Regions from separate parts of the Gasterosteus aculeatus genome. Here region 2 is linked to region 1. Evidence: chromatin contacts called from public Hi-C data. All regions are on one chromosome and are shown on one strand. Each heading gives the region's core, a stretch centred on a gene start, on an enhancer-like site or on the middle of the called end of the contact. The rest is flanking DNA. Distances are from core to core; before and after follow the strand shown. Region 1 holds the start of traf3ip1 (TNF receptor-associated factor 3 interacting protein 1). Region 2 overlaps hdac4 (histone deacetylase 4).

The links. Hi-C and Micro-C count contacts between places; a contact is called where the count stands out from the background.
Region 2: a contact with region 1 is called in a Hi-C map of tail fin, with 1.8 times the contacts expected there. The contact joins two enhancer-like sites. A contact is called at or near these places in 4 of 6 Hi-C or Micro-C datasets (skeletal muscle, tail fin and whole body).

What each region holds. Positions count from the first base shown.
Region 1 is chr16:4,903,549-4,911,045 of fGasAcu3.hap1.1, forward strand. It overlaps traf3ip1 (TNF receptor-associated factor 3 interacting protein 1), which reads left to right and starts at 135. Exons shown (of 16, transcript XM_040200829.2): 1 at 135-493; 2 at 1,930-1,998; 3 at 2,775-2,936; 4 at 3,754-3,882; 5 at 4,046-4,420; 6 at 4,500-4,571; 7 at 4,968-4,991; 8 at 5,324-5,399; 9 at 5,730-5,750; 10 at 6,482-6,569; 11 at 7,388-7,471. The coding sequence starts at 371. Within about 2 kb of position 3,608, at least 3 of the 9 cell types and tissues checked have open chromatin away from gene starts, as enhancers often do.
Region 2 is chr16:4,991,815-4,998,476 of fGasAcu3.hap1.1, forward strand. hdac4 (histone deacetylase 4) reads right to left here. Exons shown (of 27, transcript XM_078091411.1): 17 at 6,274-6,320; 18 at 3,803-3,910; 19 at 1,912-1,967; 20 at 1,585-1,672; 21 at 784-903; 22 at 600-697. Among protein-coding and RNA genes, the nearest start is that of twist2, 33 kb to the left of the region's middle. Within about 2 kb of position 2,692, at least 2 of the 9 cell types and tissues checked have open chromatin away from gene starts, as enhancers often do.

The DNA.
Region 1 (7,497 bases), core at 2,358-4,857:
TTCAGCTATTTTTAAATATTCAGCAAATGTATTCAACTTCCCTTCAACTTTCTGTATTTTCAGCTATTTTTAAATATTCAGTGCAGCTTTCAGCTTTTTGCATTCCAACGCATTTTCAGCAGGAAATGCCTTTTCTAGTTTATCATGAGACTTGTTGGAGATCGTTAGCTGTTGCTATGGGCGCAAGCGATGCTTAGCAACCGTAACCGTCAGCGCATGCGCAGTCTTCATCACTGGTGCACTGTGGGATTGCTGAATATTGACATGGCAACCAGGCGACAGAGCCAGCAGGATTTTTTTGTACACTCCTGAATAGTTGTTGCTGTCTCCTCTGCGTTTAAGCCCCTTAGCTTGACGTTCGCCCGCTGCCATGAACGTGGCGGTGGTGAAGAAGACCCAGGACACGCTGGGCAAAGTGATAAAGAAACCTCCTCTCACGGAAAAGCTGCTAAGCAAGCCGCCGTTTCGATACCTTCACGACATCTTCAGCGAGGTGAGACTCACATGCTAACTTCAGGATTAGCAACTTTGCGTTTGTTTCACCGCCACAACGGGCCACTTTAGCCCTTATTTACCGAAAGGCTCGCGCCAAATAAAAAGACGAGCCAGCCAGTCGTCTGGCTAATGCACCGTTAGCATGAACTATGCTAACCAAGTAACACTCAATTCGCGGTAACGTTAACTGACGTTACGGCTACCACAGCCGTCAATGCGACTCTGGTATCGCGGATGAGGTTGGTCGAGCAGTTAAACCATCAAAGTCGACCATGAACCAAAGGAAGGGTTGCTAAAGATCGCTAACAATTGTAAATGAGGTCGCTTTACGTGAGTAATTTAACATAGTGGGTAAGCTAACTTGAGCTATCCGTGCCTATGGCGTCGTGTAGTTTCGAGCACACTCGGGGATCGAACCGGTTCCGTTACCGTCGGCTAACCACAGTGAGCCGTTCGAGGTACCAGGTTGGATAAATGTGCGTGGCTCTTCGTCACGTTGAGATCACGGATGCTGAGCGGCTTATCGCCGCTGGGCTGTTTGATAAGACCAATGGTTACGTGGTGCTGCGATGAATCACTGCGTGTTCAAAGCTGCCCGCGCATCATCACAGGGGTTTGCAGAGATAGTAGAAGCCTCAGTGGTGGACTCCTCAGTAACACGCCTGCTTCACCACTTCAGCAGCTGCTCCTCTCCGCTCAGCTCCAAGCTCCCTAACGTCACTAATCTCCAACGTTAGTTGTCCCCTCCAGCTTTGAGGTGATGTGGCCTGTTACACAGACACTTTGTGGACCATACTGAGATGGAGCAGACTAAGTTTGAACCCATCAGAAATAAGTCAGTCAGCGTGGTTACATGGATTCGAATAACTGGCTTAGTCGGACTGAAATCGAATTATCCGTTTCATGTAAACACCTTTGTCCGACTATGTGCGGTCCGACTACGATCCGACTAACACCCCTGGATAACTCCATCCGATCCAGTTGATAGTTCGACTATTGCGGCATGTAACGGTGAACCGGATAAGGAACTGGCCTTTGCATCTTTGCGCATGCTTGTGTCTCTATAAAACCATGCATCACATCCAGGGCTCTTTCTTTTATTTATTTTTTTCACACACAACAGAATCCTTTGATACAAAGTGTGAAGTACGATAAAATCTGTTCAACCTTTCTCAACCCACGTGAGATCTCATTCCCACTCCACGCGTCTTAAGTAGTCAGAGGCGACCCATGTATATTTGATGAGGGAAGCGTGTCGGGATGTGTGACTCCTTTCCGCTGCTGACAATGTGTCTGACTGCACAAATAGGCATCCACATTATAGAGGATGCTGAGATATTGATGCCTATGTGTACTTTATATATTTTTAGTTTTTAGGGAAATGCAAATAATCTGACAGCTGAGTGTTCAACCTTAACTTGTTATTCCTTTCAGGTCATCAAGACCGTAGGTTTTATGAAAGGTCTGTATGGTGAAAATGAAATGAAGTCCGACAATGTTAAGGTAAGTGAACCACTCTGTCCTCCTGGTTGATTATTTCTACTCCTTTAGGCCTCCTGATGCATAACGCTGATATCACTATTTTTGGTTAATTGCATTTCCCTCATAATTGTCTCACATAATCTGCACGTATGTCCTAAGCAGCAGCCTTATTTGTGTATGAGATAGCCTGCAGGTGATCTGACGCCCAGTCTGAGGGCGGCAGTGTGTGAGTAACTCTACACGCTCCCTTTGTGAGAGGATCTGGCATGACATGACTAAGAGGGCATCCAAGGTGTCAGAAGTGTGCTGCTTGATAGTTGACCCCAAATCGATACTCGACAGAAGGATGCTGCATGGGCTCAGCTACAGGTCCCTGTTTGAAACTGGATGTCCCCCAACAGGAGCATCACTGTAATCAGATCATGTAAAATTGAGGATGTTGAGTTCAGAAGGTACCATTGTTATGCTCATACACGTCTGTCATGGGATAACAGACGTTATAACAACACTGCTGTGTTGTTATGTGATAATCTCATCACTACCTTACTCTCTTCAGTGCAAATCTTTTTTTGTAAATGATGTTTTTTAACTCCTTTGCACTGTCTGCTGGCATCTCAGATGCTGCATTATAACAGACTAGCAGCACTGCTTAGCTGGGTCATTTATCTGGAATTCAATGTCATGGGGCGGGGGGGGGGGGGGGGGGGGGTGTTTGCTCTTCTTTTTGTGGAGGCAGGCTTTGTTATTAAATCAGATTTTACAATGGACTCTGTTTGCCTTGTCTTTTTCCTTCTCAGGATAAGGACTCCAAGATAGTCTTCCTCCAGAAGGCAATAGACGTGGTGATGCTGGTGAGTGGCGAGCCCCTGGGGGCGAAGCCGGCACGCATTGTGGCCGGACATGAGCCCGAGAAAACCAACGAGCTGCTGCAGGTCATGGCCAAGTGCTGCATCAACAAGGTGTGTGTTCTTGGCAACGCACACAGACAGAAGAGATCAATTGCAAAGGCTCACTTTCCAATTCTCTCCTGTCCCCAGTCTCCTATCATTCAGATGATATATTTGGAAAAAAACTGTTTCCCATTGTGTGTTATTTCTAGCAAATAATAAAAATCTATGTCTAGTAATGTCTAGCCGGCCTCGGGAAGAACTTTTTAATTGAGCCCTGGAGAGTAAAGAGATGAGCACGTCCCAATTGGATATCTGTTCTACAAACACTGTTTTGATTTCATGTCATGGGGAATGTTTGTATTCCTCGGATCTTATGCAACCTATTTGCTGTTGTTACATACAGCCTAGATTTAATAGATATATTTCAACAATGAAAAAAACAACAATAAAAATCCCCCAAATTAATGAGCATTGAATCAATATTAATTTAGCTCTGAATGTAAGAAACTTAAGTAAAGCGTTAGCTGAATATACTGGTCCAATATGTGATAGCTGATTAGTTCATTCAAATATATTAAAATAATGAAATTCTATTCAAACAACATTTCATATTATTCTGGTAGCATTTCTGTATTAAAGCTTTTCTCCGTTGCTTTGGCACAGTAGTTTTCATCCTGTGAGTTGTACTGGTCAAAATGTCTGTCCTTATTCATCAGCGCATTGTATAAGAGTTTACTGTGGGAAGACAATAATATGTAGTATACAATAGTGTAACAAGACTGCAAAAAGAAAATGATTGACTGTATGTGTACAAGTCTGAAATGATTGTTTTCAAAAGACGGTAAACAATTCAAATTCATAACATGAACCAAATGTTGTCTTCCAGATGTCCAGTGACGATGCCGTGAAGCGAGTGCTTGCCGGAGAAAAGGTGGACATAAAGACCAAGGCCAGCACCACCAGGTCCCAGGACAAGGAGAATAGGGAAGGACGCGAACGTCCTCTTGATCGAGAGGTGAGAGTCCTCCGCCCGCTCTGAGGATGGAATTACACACTGCTCACTCCCAACATCTGGTGCACTATGTGCCGTCTGCGTTAGCAGTTAGCAGTTAGCATCGGCAGTGTCCCAGCATGTGCCTTGGATCCTCACCCTGTGTGTTCGGCGTGAACTATTTTAGGAGAGGAAGACGATTACAGACCGCAGCGGGAGCCGAGACCACAAGGACCCGGACCAGCCCAAGGAGCCGCAGAGCCGACGCAGGGATGGGGAGAAGGAGCAGCACGGCGCCAGAGAGCGCTCAGAAAAGGACCCCCGCGCCAAGGACAAGAGCCGGGATCGGGAGCGAGACAAAGGACGGGGGAAAGACAGGGACAAGGAGAGGGACAGAGAGAGGGAGCCAGAGAGGGAGCCAGACAAAGACCGAGATAAGGCGAGAGACTCTCGCGGAGCCCGGGAAAGAGACAAGGACAAAAGAAAGGACCGAGGCAAAGACAGGGAGCGCCACAAAGAGCGGGAAGAGCGGAGCAAAAGTGGAGAGAGCGGCAATAGCAAGGTATGCCTGCCTGTTTGCCTCAAGTCTTAAATGTTTAGCAACAGACCATTATTTACCTCACGTGTGTGTTCGTGCGTAGGCCAGAGTGTCAGAGCAACCACAGCAGGCGGCGAGCCCCGAGCCCAGCAAAACAGCCAAACCTGTGCCAGCCGTGAGTTCCATCACTCATGATACATTGTTTATTATTAGAAGTGATTGTCTCATAGTGATGATGGTGTGCTTTACTAGACACACTTTACATGTTCATCTCTACTTTATTTATGCTGTGCCCCTTCTTCATGTAAGGATGAAAGACCAGACGAGGAGGTATTGAAGCCCGCAGAAACCAAATGCGGAAAAAATGAGAGCTTTGCTGTAGTCTGCGCTTTTGTTTAGGATGCTGTGACCATTGATTGCAATAGCGTTAGGGGGGCGGCTACTTGTTTTAGTGCTAATTTGGGCTATGGTGTTTAGCAGGCATGTGAGGCCTTGTGTCCTCATATTATTTGTATCATTGCTAAATGTGACCTCAGTTTGTGGTGTAATGTTGTGTTCTTTGTCTCTGCAGCCTGCAGAAGCAGTTGAGAACCAGGTAAGTTCATAATCTGTGGCAGTTGTTGTTTTTTAAACACACTTCATTCCGTTTCAGTGTTTTTATTGTTGCTGTGATACAACTAACTTGCCCCCCATGTGCTGTATTTCGCATGCAGCAGTCTGTCAGTGTGTACGGTTTCAACATTAACCCTCCATGTTAATTGGGGCCTAATTGTTTAGCAAAGAAGTTGATGACTGATCATGAAAGGACGGCCCAATAGAGGGTTCTACATGACGGGGCGTCCACAGTCAGTGAGTGATGTGTTGCTTTTCACTGCTTATTGTTGTAAACGTGTATCCTTTGCCTGCTTGTCTCTGCTTCTCTCACAGCCTGACAGTCCAGCTAGAATACCTCGGCCTTCATCTGCCAAAGGGCAGAGGCGGAGACCCAAAATTGGAGGTCAAGGTAACCCCCATCCCTTCTCCCCCAGCACCCAACTTAAAACGACTAACTGCCCTTGACTAAATGACTAAATAACTGCCCTTGAATCATCAACCGAGGGGCTCTTCGACAGCCAAATAGATTTTACAGTTGACGGGTTTCTATTTGCGAACTGGTCTTATAAATTCACTGACTGGTTCCACTCAGTGGGAGGTAAAAGTGACTCATCAGGATTACTGTTGGCAGTGTCGACAAAGGTTTCATGGAACTGACATTAAGAAAGACACTTTGTGTTTTCATACTCTGTGTTTGCATGTCCAGAAACTAACAAGATCTTTTTCTGCTCTCCGACAGATGAATCTGACAGCGAGGGAGGTAATTGTTCTCTATCTCATCTCATTTAACATTAGGGATTTTCCATGTGGTCATCGTGACAGCAGAGGTGCTGCCCTTAATCAAAAATGCATTTTGAGGGGTTCCTTTATGAATTGCAGTAACAGAAAAAGAAAGTTTTAAAATTGATCAATTCATAAATAGACCAAAAACTTTAAAGTCAGCGCTCCACTTCTTTAGTCCTGAAAGCACAAGGATCAAAGGATCCAGAAATGTCTTCCCCCAGTATGTCAGCGCGCTCCCTTTAGAGTGCATGCTCGACATTCTCTCACTGCGACTAAATGACGTTCTAGATGGGGCAACAATATGCTCTTTTTTTTTAAAGGTCTGAGCAAGTCAGTGAAGTTCATTAATAACGTTCAATGTCTCAAGGGCCTCAGAGGATTACTAAAGCAACTCTCCTAGAGGACAAGAAACCCCACCGCCGTACGCAGCGAGGGCAACAATTGAGTCTTAGCAGCCGGCTGGTTTGGGAAATGTCAGTCGAGCTCCGTCCAAAAGAACAAAATCCATCTGAGCAAATTTCTCTTTTGGCAACGGTGTTCTGAACTAGCGGTATCTTTGTCAGGTTGTGAGCATTCAGGACATAGAAACAGGCCGGTACTGTGTGCACTCGTTATACAGGCATGTACATTAGTGTCCAGTGGAAGGACGGATCTAACCCTCGCTATGTTATACTGAGCTAACTACAAGTCGCTGCTGTCCCTTCGCAGACGGAGATGCTCTGTTAGCCCAGAGACCGCCGCCCCAAGAAAATGGAGAGACTGCAGCGTCCTCGGTGCCATTTGACGTGGCCTCCAGGTCTGTACAGTCAACACTGAACCGTACCTCATTATGCAAGCGCTTTGCTGAGGTACAGGACATTAATCCAGCAATACTCTTCACTTAAGACAAAAACACCTCATTAACTGTAAATATTTAAGCTGCTCTCACAATTATCTGGGAAACATCAACATCTAACGCAAAGTAGCTATTTAATATGACCTTATGACCTTTCTTTTTTGGAAGATTTGAGATGTTATTTTAATCGTGTGGTAATTTTTTTCATTATGATAATTTTTCACAATGAGGGCAATGATTATAAGGGATCCGTCTCACTGGTTAAATCATCTTATGCAGTAGGTCATCAAACATATAAACGTTAAAATTCGGTTGTAATTTCTTAGTATAAAAGTTATTTCATTGCATTTTATCCGATTTATTTAAATATTAGGGTAGTTGCGCTAAAGCTAAAATGAAGCTTGTTCCTGGGCCATCACCAGTATCTGTTCCAGCAGAGCACATAGTGGAGTGATTGCTGTTTTTATTTAAACATTTATGAGTGTTTGTGTGTTTAAACCATCTAATCGAACGATTGGCCGACGAGCTGCGTTCTAGCGATTTTTTTTTGGTTCCAAGCAACAATTATCATCCTAAAGTCTGAATGAGCTGTCTTCTCTCTGAGAGCCGCTAACAGAAGATTTTCCCTATAAAGCACGTCAAGAAATAAAAAAACTGCAACCTGTAAAAAACAATGAAAAATGGCTTTTATAAATGCACTCGTATGTAGTTAGAAAATTATTGGTTTAACAACTTAACTTCAGTTAAGTGTCTAAATCTTTTTCAATGGGCGACAACAGGCGGATGCCACGGCCGGGCAGCGCTCGCCCAGCCCCCCCCCGAGTCAAGAAACAGGAAAGCTCCGATGTGACGCCGGCTGAGAGGTGACTACACTGTTTGTAACTGTGAT
Region 2 (6,662 bases), core at 1,442-3,941, 87 kb after region 1:
ACCATGACCAGCAAGGGACGCCGGCTCCTAGACGCTTCTACCTACCTTCTACAAAAAAATGCTTTTTTCCTGTGTGTCTCTTTAAAGGACACTGTTGAATTGAGATTTGGGACTTATGGCAGGATCAAGAGTTAGAGGGATCTACACGGGTACTACAAATCTAGATTACTCAGCCTGTGTTGCATAGTTTTGTACGATATCTGTGTTCAGTCAAAACCTAATGGCTCAAGTACCATTTCGAAAAAAGTGTTATTGACAAGTTTAAAACAGGTCTTGCGTGCTGAAAGCCAGTAGAAGACAGTCGCCTTGCTGCTTCCAGGCCTTTGGCTCGGGGCCAGATGGACCCACAGTTGCAAAGCCGGGATCATCTTCAAAGAGTCTGTGGAGAATCCCTCTATGTTTTGCATGCGTGTCGTGTGTCTGTGAGGTTATAAATAGCTCAAGCAAGTAGAAAGTAATAAACAGGCCCGGCCTTCAGAGGAGGTTTCCTACTTGACGGGCCTCGATAGATCATTTGTCCAACTTTTTGCAGCAAATTCTTCCCTCCAAGTCATTTCAGGGGGACACAACATCACCAAATCTGCCGCTCAGTGTCTTACCTAAAAGCAGCCAGGTACTCTGCGTCACTCATGGGAGGCTCCAGTCCTCCAGTGAAGGCCATGTTCACGTTGAAGCCTACACCCGCTCCACTGCCCACCTACAACACGGATAAACGAGGCCGGGTTACTTTGTGCAACAGGGGTGGCAGGTCCACCGGGGACACGGAGCGGGGTTCCTCCCCACCTCGTCGGGCGCTCCGCTGCCGGGGAAGAAGTTCCCATCGTCGTAGCGATGCAGTGAAAGGTAGAGAACGTTGGGGTCTGCGTAGAAGGCCTGCTGGGTGCCATTGCCGTGGTGAACATCCTGGAGAGAAAAGGGAGCGGTTAAGATGTTACGAGTGGCATGTGGTAGAGAGTTTGGGAAGAGGTGTCATTAACACCAGGGACATAACAGAGGCTGTCACCAACAGGACATTGTAACATTTGCATGAACGGGGTTATCAACTCTCGACACACGGACACTGAAACACTGCCAGGCGGATGATCAGTAGGTCCGCCGCAGCCTGCCGTGGTGTCAAAACGGGACGCTCAGCAGAATTCAATAAAACCCTCAACTTCCAAAAAAAGGTTCACTTTTGCGAGCAAGACGAGATCAATCGAGTGACCTCACCGTCTACATTCCGGGAATGCTTTAAAATGCTGGTCCTAAAAATGCCGCTGTCGTCTTTAGTGGCATGACAGCGAGTTTGCCACACTGAACGCTCCCTGTGACAGACAGAGAGGAAATGAAAAGGCGCTTCAAAGGATTTTGGGAATGGCCATGAGCAGCAAGGGACGCCGCTGAGGAGCAGGACTCCTACACACTTCTTCCTACCGTCTACAAGAAAATACTTTGGTGAAAGAGACAGTGTCTGACCTAGATAGCAATATAGCATAAGTGCAACCGAAAAAAAGGATTATTGAAATATACGTTTTTTCAACCGAGTAACATTTTCATTGCATTAGGAGACGTATTTTCAAGGAAATCATTACACAAGAAACTCACCCAGTCCACGATGAGGACTTTGCTGACATTGAGTCTCTGCTGCAGCAGCTTGGCTGCTATGGCGACTGAGTTGAAGTAACAGAAGCCCCTGAAAGTGAACAGTGAGAGAACAGCCCAATTAACATTGAACAACACAGTACTGGAAGTATCTTATCAAAGTAAATCTCACTATGAGAATAACACTTTGGGGTCTGTTGTGCAGAAATGAAGAAGAAACTTTGACGTGACAATATGGAGGACACTTGTCTAGAGGGACAAGCTCGATAAAAGTGTTATGAACCAGGCGGCAGCTGACCTCTGTCCTGGTCAGATTTTGTGTTTACTTACATAGGCGTGCTCTCCTCAGCGTGGTGTCCAGGTGGTCGAACTACAGCGAAACCGTTCTGTCAGAGGAAACAAAGGTCACACACACACACACACACACACACACACAAAGCCTTTTTTACTTATTGCCAACAAGTGGAAGTTCTGTCTAAGAAACTGAGAACTCTGAAAATGACATCATGGATTCTGAAATAAAAAAAGATCTATATATCTAAATATAAGACCTGACGTCAACCATGTGTGTGTCGGTCAAACTCAAACCGGCTCCTTAGAGAGAAAACAGCAGTCGTTCAAAAGTATGCGCGCACAGAGGAACAGATGCGTACAACGGGTCAGTAAGGGAAGCTCTGTTAAGGCCGGGACCTGCGGGACCTGCAACTGTTTTTGGGGGCTGCCACTGCTACGTGGGGACATTAGATAGATGTCCGGGCTGATGTAGAGCGAGGCGAGCCCGACTAATGATGTTGAGTCAGCTGCTGTGGATTAGCAGCCGGCCAGGAGTTTAACGCAGAGACAACCGCCTCAGCTGGTTTTGAGGACACTCTGCATAATACAGCATGTACGTGTGTGTGTGTGTGTGATGCTCAATTGTGTCCGTATAAAGAGGAAATACAATGGATTTAAAATAGATTTGGGTGGAGCAAACAGATGGAGAGGCAGCCACGTGGGAGTGTGTGGGAGGGATAGAGTCCTGTCATTCTGTGGAGTTTGGCTCCAGAGGCTCTTCAGAAGACCATCTGTATGTGTGTAGGCACGTGTGTGTATGTGTGTGTGTACTTATGTGCATGTATGTGTTAAGATCAGGTTAAGCTGAGGGCAAGTCAATACATGTGAACTTTAACCCTATATTATTCCAACACTGAAGCTCGGTCCTACTCTCCATGCGATGGCGCTCGTAGGTCCCCTCCCGCGTCAGTCTCTAACGCGGCAGGGACGGCGTGTAGGGACGGCGTGTAGGGACGGCGTGTAGGGACGGCGTGTAGGGACGGCGTGTAGGGACGGCGTTAGGTTGAGGCGCGTGGACGACGGCCCGGATCACTGAATCAAGCGACCGGAGAAGCTGCGAGACAAACGCCACCACAGACTCACGAATGACATCGAAAAACTGTCAACGTCTATGTTTAGTTCCCCAGCGGTCTCCCGGAGGAAAAGTCCTGTGTGTGTTATTCATGTTTCAGTGGATTTCAGTGTTTTTACTCCTGGAATTGAATGATTTACATCTTATGCTTTCGTTTTCTCAACCCTACAAGTTCTCAACGTTTTATACAAACATTTCTTCGTCGTAATCCTGCCATTAGGTAGAAAAAAAGGGAAAATGAATACAAGCACATATAGTGAAAAATCTGGCGCGCTACTGTCTCACAGGAACATCATTAGTCTGCGGCATGCCGGTGCTAAGCTAACGCTAAGTGCGTCAGCTGCTCTGCAGGTGGCTGCGGTGTAATGCCCATAAAACGGGGCTGTTATTGGGGACTGCTGGCGTTTGCGGTGCCCGTGAGCCGGGCCTCCCTGCTGGGTTCAAACGGTGAGCAGCCGTGGCCACAGACACAGGAAGGCTGGCTGGTGGGCAAAGCGTGACGGGGGTGGGGATGTCTGTCTGGGAGGTGCTAACGAGACTTCGAGGTGGAGGGTTCTGGCGTGAGGTTTCTCCTTTCTTGAGGTGTTTGGAGGCGTGAATGAGCAGTGCAGCGCCGCGAGGAGTTCTAACAGGTTTTGTGCGATCCATTATCGACTCCAATCCAGCCCCGCCCGGTGCTGGTCACGGATTTATCTGGGTGGGATCCACCTGGGCTTTGTTTCGAGTGGGCTCCATCTCATCGCTGGTGCTGCTGTTATTAAAAGCCTTTAGTCCGAGTTTGCTGCTGATTTGGCTGTGCAAAGTATCCGAACTGACCTTCAGCTCCCCCGACGCTACTTTGAACACCAGCTCCACCACCGAGCCGACGGCCAGACGAGCCGCACTGGACGAATGCACCTCGTTCCAAATGGTGTCGTTGTCCACCTGCAAACACAAACACACACATGCAGGCATGTGTTGTTTAAATCACAAAAAAAACACTGCACTTTTTATGCTGTTTTTCATCCAATAAGGGACATTTGATGTTGTGCTTTACAGCAGTTCAGAGTGACAGCGATCGTTAAACTGTGAGGACATTTGAAATAATTTAGCTATGTCATTTTACATCAAAGTTAGTCTTTGAAAGTTGCAGTTTGGGGACAGCTGGGACGTTCTCACGGACATGGACCAGAACCAAGAGAGAGTCTGTGAGGCAGTAAGACATATTTAGAAACTTAATCATACACATTTATTATAGCAAGCTCTGTGTTCATCAGTCCATTAAGGCAAAACACACATTTATTGTAATTTAGTATCAAGGGCACGCCAGCTTTGAAAAAAAAAAGCCAATGTTTTGACAAATATACTGGTAATTAAAAATGAATATCAATTAAATGTGTTTAGAACTTCAGATATGGAGCGCTGGATTAAATATTTAAAAAAAAACACGGAAAATTTGAAATCCGAGTACAAAGTTTTAGTAACAAAGTGAAAATGAGGGCAGGCCAAGAAAAGTCTCTCTGCATTTATTTTCCCATTTTATGAGTATTTGTGTGTTTGGGGAGTAAGTTCAGTCACCAGTCAGTGGTCACGCCAGATTAATGCTGAGGCCCGCTCAGCCCCAATCACAACAGTACATCCGCGCTCACGCACACAAGCCCAACGGACCTCAATAGTCGATGTGATTGATTGCGAGCGGCGCGGCGCACGGGATAATATACACACCCTCCATCAGGCATGGCAGATACCGCGGGCAGATGGAGCACGTGATAAACACAGAGAGGAGAAGCTGGCAGATGAAGAGAAGAAAAATAAGGGCCGTGTGTCGATGTGTTTGAACTGGACACACATGTGCGGAGCGGCCGGTGCCAGAGCGCCGGAGGAGAACTTTGACCCGCCCGCCGGACGCTCTGACAACTCGCTTTGCGTTGGCGGCCTCTTGGTCAGCGTTACGCGACTGGGTGACCTTTTTCGGGGGGACGGCCGTCCAACTTCACCTCCCTCTCCTCTAGTTAAAAGGAGGGAGCGAGGGGGGAATAGAGAGCGGCGGCGATGAGTAACCGAGGGAGCAGAACGTGAACACAGAGAGAGAGAGGAGTGGAAGACACCGTGTTGTAACCGAGTCAGTGAGTGGATGGGAAACCGAACCGTATATAGACGCCAGGTTAATGAACACAAACAGATGGTGCTCTGAAGCAGCGTGTGGAGACTGGGCGGTTTATTGTTTGCCATGTTGATGTTACCTTTTCGCCTCAAGACAGAAGTGGGACGCGATTTGACAGGAAAAAAGGAAAGGGAAGGTGTGTGTTTGTGTGTCGGCGGCAGAAAAAAGCGGGAGCGTGCTGGTATGACTGAATGATGGTTCCCCACAGGCTGACAGCCTAATTTCAGCCCCCTTCCTCTGTAAATGTGTGTGTGCGTGTGTGGGACTGCTATGTGTGTGCATGACAGGAAGACAACAATTTAGCCCCATTTGCCATTATAAAGAGCAGAGCGCAGCTCGGGCTCTTCTTGTTCCCACCACTGCAGCAGCAACTCCCCAAGGGAGGGAATGGGGGCGAGGTGGAATAACGTGCAAAAGATATGGGGATGCATAATTGTTATGTAAAAGGCATATGTTGCTGTAGGTGGATTGGCCTTTGGAAATGCTCAACCTTTGTCCCCGGAGTCAACAGCAAGCACACCTACAGGTGCACGTGAGACTGCTCCGACATATCCATTTCAAAAGACGGCACTTCCAGCTCGGAGCAGCCATCTAAATCATTGCCTTAGCACACAAACATCCCTAAACACACTGCTACACACACAAACAAAAGCACGCACCCAGCCAACTATACCATGGGGGGTGCGTGCGCGCACACACACAGCGCGTATGCTGAAAGTATCTGGTTACAATTATTAACACTGCAGAAAGGCAAGCAACAGCTTTTGTTGCCTCTGGTCCTTGAGGGCCTTTATTGTGTGTGTGTGTGTGTGTGTGTTTGTGTGTGTGTCTGTTTGGTGGAACAAGAACAAATGGGAGCATTATTTAGGCAGGGGGCAGAGAGAGCGAGTGGGCGAAGGGGAACCCGGTTATTACACTGCGGTTTGATGGTGCTGGAACTATGCTTGTTTGTTTCAGTGTAGCTTGGGATATTGATTAGATTAGCGGTCCATTGCAACAATTTTCCACTGAATAAGCGTGACTTAACGCTCGAAATTTCGAAAGTTATAGCAGGCACACATAATTACTAAAACTTCATTACCGACTGAATATTTGTCAGATGACCCATGCGATTTACAGGAAGAAAAATAAATAAGTGACTTACCCCTATGCCTCCGCACGGTAACCGCACAAACATGGGACTCACTGAACCTGAGGCAGACACACACAAAAGTGCAATCAGAGCCCGTAATGTGCAAATAGGGAAAAAGAAAGAGCAGAAGAGGCTTAACTGTCTGGACTCACAGGCACAGACCGGGTGCATGACCCCCAGAGAAACTGGGCATTTGACCCTTTGACCTAATCTGAAAGGTAGAGTATACAAGGGCGTGCTGTAATTGGGCAAGGTGAAGGGGGAAAGTATCTCGTTGCCCTGGTAATCAAACCCTCTCAGTGGGAATCAAGATTTTAGATTCCGTGTTGTTTTAGAAAATGGAAATGAGGGAACTAGCTGGTCCAGGTCTTAGTCTTCCGCCTGATCATTTGTCCAAAATC